2 separate regions of the Gossypium arboreum genome follow, and region 1 is linked to region 2. Evidence: chromatin contacts called from public Hi-C data. All regions are on one chromosome and are shown on one strand. The core of a region is the stretch at or near the end of the contact, and the rest is flanking DNA. Distances in the headings are between cores, read along the strand shown. Region 1 holds the start of LOC108486325 (eukaryotic translation initiation factor 3 subunit D-like). Region 2 holds the start of LOC108486490 (vesicle-fusing ATPase-like).

The links. Hi-C and Micro-C count contacts between places; a contact is called where the count stands out from the background.
Region 1: a contact with region 2 is called in a Hi-C map of leaf, with 2.7 times the contacts expected there. The contact joins the promoter of LOC108486325 here to the promoter of LOC108486490 in region 2. A contact is called at or near these places in 2 of 5 Hi-C or Micro-C datasets (both in leaf).

Annotation. Positions count from the first base shown.
Region 1 is chr6:46,570,249-46,573,791 of ASM2569848v2, reverse strand. LOC108486325 (eukaryotic translation initiation factor 3 subunit D-like) reads right to left here and starts at 2,180. Exons shown (of 2, transcript XM_017790321.2): 1 at 255-2,180. The coding sequence starts at 1,996. The coding sequence ends at 257.
Region 2 is chr6:46,017,856-46,021,485 of ASM2569848v2, reverse strand. LOC108486490 (vesicle-fusing ATPase-like) reads right to left here and starts at 1,966. Exons shown (of 21, transcript XM_053030052.1): 1 at 1,505-1,966; 2 at 1,014-1,110; 3 at 849-930; 4 at 693-743; 5 at 74-244. The coding sequence starts at 1,688.

The DNA.
Region 1 (3,543 bases), core at 931-3,430, 550 kb before region 2:
ACATGAAAAGCCAAGTTTCATATGATTACAAACGCTTTGTATATTAAAAAAAAAAAAAAGAAAGAAAATCAAGTTATAAATACTAGTATATGGTACTGTGGTTAACTCAATAATATTTGGATCCATACAACATGCCAAGTACTAACATAAGAATAAGGGAAATTAACTTGCATGGAAGTCTTTGAGATAATAGTCTAGTGGAACACCACAAAATGCAGAGGAATATATTAAGAAAAATCCCAAGGAACCATTACCATTAAGTTTGTGTCTCAGTCTCTTTTGCCTCAACATCATTTGTAGTGCCATTCGGCTCCCCAGCTTCAGTATCCTCCGTCGGTGGCTGAACCTGCTCCTCTTCTGGCAATGGTTCTTCCACGTAATCATTCTCAAAAGCATCAGCTGGGACCTCATAAATCCTAACTTGAGGCTTTGATGGATCCTTCACAAGCACATATTTCCCCTCATTCAACTTCATACACAAATCCACAATGGACTTCACAATCCCCCACATATTAGCAGTATTCAGATTAATTTGTGCAGCAAAATCCCTTGGCTTATAACCAACAACACCCAATATCACATGGTTAAAATGATCCCTAGGATGAACCCTCGAAACATAACCCAATTTCATCAAATCGGCACTAGCTAAAATTGATTGAGCAGTCCATTTAGCCAACTTATTCGCATTGTTCTTCAACTCGGTAGCCAAGACTGCCCCCCTTTGTGTTTCCAACTTCTGCCTCCAATCAACACCAGAATACTTGGGATCAAACTCATTAAGCGCATTCAAAGTGAGGAAAGACTTTTGATTATTAACCTCAACAACACTCTGAACCTCACACCGTGCAATCAAATACATATCATTATCAAGTTTCCACCTCCTATACCGATATGCCACAGAAGCCACCTCATCACCTTCATTGGCAAATGGGTTCAGCTCATCAAAACTAACCTTATTCCCATCCCTAACCAAAACCTGCTGTGAAAAATTCTGATTTATGTAAGCTGCTTCAACACTCAATGAATAAGCAGAGTTAATATCATCTTTAGCTTCAGGCAATGGCTCCTGAGAGGTCTCGTGGACCGATAGCAAATCTAACTGTGACCCATCTCTTTTGTCGAAAAATAGTTTATTCCCAACACGTTGAATCACAATGTCCCAAGAATAAACTGACCTGGGTGCACACATTAACGTTGCCAGAATCGTATCAGTGGCGAAAACAGTTGCTTTGTCCTCATTTGCCAATCTTCGGATCACCGGGTCGTCAGTCGTGGTGACTTTAAAGAAGTTTCTGTTCTTGAACCTCTCGAGTCTCCGTTCGTTCTTCGGGGTAATTCGATCAAAGGACCGATCGTAATACTCTAAAGCACCGCAGAGAAGTAAATCTTCAGGTTCTGGAACGGAAAAGGATAATTTGGAGAATGTTGAGAAAGGGATTTGATCCAGCATGTTCCACTCTGGTTGGATATCGACGGAGGATTTGAAAATCGCAGCTTCACGACGTTGCTGGTTCTGGTTCGATCGGTTGAGATTATAAAGACGGTCACGTCGGGCTCGTTCTTTTTCAGCTTCTCTTTTACGGGCCTCAACTTCTTCATCTCGCCGTTGAGGAAGTTGAGGTCGGTGTTGGTTGAAGCGCCACTTGGGGCCAAATTTAGGTCGAGTAGGCGGCTTTGCGTCGACTAAACGAAAGGAAGAATCGTCTTCGGGGTTTGCAAGAGGGAAAGTATCGAGGTCGAGCGAGAAATCGAAGGGGGACTCTGAGGAGGCTGCGCCAGGCTTCCCTGAAGAAGGGCGGTTAGATGGATTGGCATTTGCAAAAGATCGGGTGAAGTCGGCGATTCGGCCGAGTTTTTCAGAGCGGGAGAAGGGAGCGAAAGGAACGTGAAGAGGGAGAGTGGTGGTGGTGGACGGCGCGGTGGCGGTGGTGGAGTCGGGCGGACCCCAGCCGTCAGGATTAAACGGAACGGCGCCTACTTCGAAAACTCCTACCATTGTCGACGGATCTCTAGATTTTTCTTGCAGTGGAGCCGAAGTGTATAAAGAGTAAAACAGTGTAAGAAGATAAAAGAAAACCCTAGACCGGCGGAGGGGATTGTCTTAAATGACAGGTTTACCATAGGAATTTGGGCCCTTTGTTTAGATTAATATGAGAACTCGGATCTCTAATTGGGCCTCCACTATCTGAGTGCTACTCATATAAATATATTTTAAGTGGGAAAGAATCTGCTTGCACTAATGCAAAACTTAAAAGCGGTTTTATATTTAATTTTTAAGTAACATTTTACTATTAAAATTTAAATATTAATTACTTAGATTAAGAGCTTAGCTTTGTAAGTGGCTTATATTAATAATTTTTTTAATGTTATGGCAATAGTTTTGTCAATGCAACATTTAGACAATAGTTGAACATGGTTCGCAAAGGTGTGTCGAGAAGCACTAAACAAGGTTGAGACGATAGTTGGATGTGGTTCACACTAGTACACGAAAATCTATTAAAGAAGATGTAAAAAGTTAGGTAGGGTTTCAACGGTGTGTTAAGTGCTTGGAGTTTTCTTAAAAACGAAGAGGGTTATACAGAGGAGCTTGATATGGCTTTCACTAAATAGGTATCGTATAATGTAAGACCATATAGTGCTCTACTAGGATGTGATTCGATATACAACTTGGCCCTACTCTTATAGAATCAACAATTGTAACATCTCTTACACGAGTCAAATCAATAACTCGAGCAAAAGATGTCACATTTCAATATTAATATATTACTTAAGTTCCATTATTATCTTTAAAATACCTCAATACATCCTTCAAAACATCATGTAACTCATCCATGTTCAATCACTAATCATTAACCATACAATCTTCAAGACATTCCCACTTCAACAGAACTTGTTTTCAAGGCATTTTACTATCTATTTAACACCTTCCTTATATAAGTACATGCCACATTATTGTCCATAAATTGAAATTCATACTTTTCCATCTTACCGTGTTGATGCAATGTGATTCGGTAAGCCACTCACGAACACTTTCCACACGATCACTTTCAGCACACTCTTTTTAGCTAGATTTCACTCCCTTTGCTACTTTTCTATTCCTTTCACACTTTTATCACTTTCTTTCCTTTGTCTACAGTACTTTCATCACTTTCTTATCTTTGGTTTCTATATAAACTGTAGCATCCCTATTTTGGCGGGTCTTAAGTTTTGGCGCATAGACTGAGAGTAATATATGTGGCGTAGTTCTATCCCCCCAATAGTTTCTTTTAGGCCTATAGAATGGGCGCATAAAAAAATTTGATATATTAGGTAAATAATGACCTTAAAATGTGTTGAGTTGTAAAGAGAAAGAGCTCGGTAAAAGTATTGAAGAAATTGCAAGTTGGGTTAACACCAAAGATATTGTACGCCAAGTTTGGTTGAAATTATTGTGCTAGTTACGTTGTAAACATTCTAGTTAGGGATCAATTGAGTAGATGAGTTTGGTATAAATAAATTTATTGGATGATCCTTTATGTTCTTCTCAAGGGTCGTAGACTAAAA
Region 2 (3,630 bases), core at 717-3,216:
GTGACAATGATGTCCATTGGTCAATACACTTTTAAAAGATAAAACTGCAACAACTAACATATCAATATATCACCTTTATTCCACTTGAGTTTTGTGCGTCAAAGATAAAGTAAGTATCACTGGAAATCATCCCCCTTTCAGGAGCATTAGCTGCTGCTTGCCCCTCCAGCTGAGTTTGACTGATTGTGAAAATATAGTTATTACCATGATACTCAAATGTAACCTTTTGCCCCGCTGTCATAACCTGCCAAAAGGAAACCAGTATTCCATGACTTCAACAAAAATCATTCAATCTATTGCAGATGTGCATGCCTAAGGAAAGAGAGGAAAGTACCAAACAAACATTTTACATGAGATATGAGTGAAAAAATAGATAGAAGAAATCTATTTTACATGTGTTAATGCCTGAGGAAAGAGAGGAAGTACAAAACAAGCAATTTGCATGAGATATGAGCATGAAAACAGGTAATGTCATCAAGCAAATTATTTCCAAGTGTGAATTGATATAACATAAGAACAACAAAAACACTGACATGTACATTTGAAACAAACTTTCTCCAACATGGCCTTCGTTATGAAACAGAGAATTAAGGAAAAGAAATCTAAATTTAGCTGAATCAAGAATTAGCCAACTACGCAACCATAAAATTAAAGCAAGCATTTTACAACAGGCAAACCGCATGTAGCTCTACCTGATTGATAAACCTCTTTCTAAGCTGGTTAGCCAGAAGAACAGCATCAACCTACAACAATGGCAAACAGCATTTAATCCTACTCCCAGCCATCCAAGCAATTAATATCATCTAATATATATATATATATATATCAAATACTGCATTAAAATCTACCTGCTCATTTTTCGTACCCTTCTTCACAAATTCTAGCTCAACCCTAAGCAATGCAAGGTTAAAATCTTCAGGGGGAATAAATCTGCAGGTGACAGGAAAATAGAAAAACAGTTAGTGATTAGGCACTATCTGACCATCAAATTTCGAAAGGTAAGGTTAACTAACCTGCTCACTGATACATTGTCACCATTAGAAACTTTTGCAAGGCGACGATGGATAGCATTTAGAGCAATATATCCATTGCGTATGCTTTCATGAGAAGTATTTATTAGTTAAGGTTAGACCATAAAGTTAAAACAGCAAAGAAGGAAAAGAATAGTTCAAAATAAATAAATAAACCCGGCAACATTTAAAACTAAAATACATGTTTTCAAAATATGAATATTCAACTTCTTTTTTAGTAATAAAGGGGAAAAAAAATTCATTAATAAAAAATGAGATTCTAATAAATTGAAAGAATTAACAAATTTACATCTCCCAAAATTATCAATTATGAATTTACATTCCATAATTCCATGAAAATGAGCGTAGTAAAGAATAATTAATATAAATAGTGTAGTATAACATTATGCTACTCAAACAATAAATTATGAACAATGCAACAATAAATCGTGCGAACTGCGTTTAACTAAAAATATTAAAAAAAAAAGGATATGAAACAGTAAGAACGAAGGCATCCCCGACGTTAGCGAGGAAGAGTTTGGAGCCAGGGACGGCGAAGCTTTGAAGATCGGAAGGGGAGCAATAAGCAAAATTAGTCAAGGCGAGATCTGTGGATGGTGTGCTGGTGACAATCCTGGGTGCAACCGTAGAGGATTGCGATCCGAACAGCCCCGCCATTACCTTTGGTTTTGCTTTTTTGTATGAGATCTGCTGAAGAATTTAAATTTCTTTTTTGGCAGAGATAAGAAGAAGAAAGGAAAAGAGAAATGCTTGATCTAACTTGAGGAATTGAAACGCCACGGAAGATATGAAATGGAGAAGAATTGGGTGTCGCGCGGGACAGATACACACAATTGGAACAAATGGATTGAAACAATTGCTCTGATGATCGACGCAAGCCAGACCAATGTCTGTTTTCACAAAGGGAAGGAAATTTCAATTTATTCCATTATACGACGTTACAATTTATACGACATCGTTTTCATAGCTATTATGTTCAGAACATTTCGTTTTTCTTCATACTTCCTTTTTATTATTAATTTTTGAGTAAATTTTATCATTAGTCACTATACTATGGATAAATTTTCATTTTGGTTACTAAACTAAAAAAAGTGACAATTTAATCACTAAACTATTCAGAAGTTTTCATTTAAGTCAATGGGTTGCTAAAGTCGATGTTATATTATTTTCTATGTTCATACTGTTTGCACCAATTGAAAGCTTTATTTTTCCTTTTATTTTACAGTTCAGTTTTCTTTTCATGAAATAGCTTTGGATATCATGAATTTGCGAACTAAAATTCAAACAGCTTTTTTCTCCAATCTCCGACACTGACCCTTGATCGACTTGGATCTAAGGTATGTTCTTTTACTAGTTGTTGGATATCGATCTACCGTACCAATCATCGAATCGTTACTTGGAGCTCGTTAGTGAAATGTAAAAAATAGAATCGTTACTTGGAGCTCGTTAGTGAAATGTAAAAAATAAACTTAATAACTCAACGGCTTAAACAAAAACTTTTGATTAGTTCAGTGACAAAATTGTAACTTGTTTTAATTAAGTGACCAAAAATAATTTAGCTTAATATTTTTACAATTGCGAGCGGAGATTGCTCCGGATTTGCGCTTCAGTATATATTCATGATCTTTTCTATTCTATTCTTTTATTTATATTTCCTTGATTTCTCCAATTAATCATTGTATGAATATTAGAATAGATTGTTGTGCTTTACTCATATCTCACATACTTCGGTTAATAAACTAATTTATTTATTAAGTAATTATTTATCTGAAATTGGTTGTTTATTCAAGAGTACTTAGTATATTAGGGAGTGACGCCCCTCATAGAATATCTAGATATGTGAGACCGAAAGGTTATCCTATTGTGTATAACTTTTGCCAAGCGGAGAGATCGGGAGGGTATCTGTATGCCTAGGAAAATACTGGAAAGGTAACTTAGGTGGTAATCCTTAGTGTAGATGAGACCAGAAGGGTATTCTTACTAAGGGTGATGAATAACTCAATCTAGGATAATTAATTATTTAATTAGATAATTAGGGATTTAATCAATCATAGGCTAGAGGCACGCATTGTCGACACTAGGAATCACTACAGCAAAATAAGTTTTTAGCGGCGTTTGGATAAAAAAACGCCACTATAGATCGAGCATTAGCGGCGTTTAGATCGAGCATTAGCGGCGTTTCATGAAAAACGCCACTATAGATTGATCATTAGCGGCACTTTTTAAAAAACGCCCCAAGAAAATTAAGTACAACGCCGTCGTTTTATGTAGAGCTTTAGTGGCATTTGGCGGTGCTTTTGTAAAAACGCTGCTATCGCCGCTATAGATCGAGCATTAGCGGTGCCTTTTGAAAAATGCCGCTATAGATCTAGCATTAGCGGCGTTTTTTAAAAAATACCGCAAAAAAAATTAAGCACAATGCCGTCGTTTTATGTTGAGCTTTAGTGGCATTTGACACTTTTTTGAAAAACACTGCTATAGATCGAGCATTAGCGCCGTTTTTTGAAAAACGCCGCAAAAGAATTTGCTCAACTGAGCAACAACAAAAAAATTAACCACTACATAGAGGAATGCTTAGAGTGGTGGAGTGGTTATATTT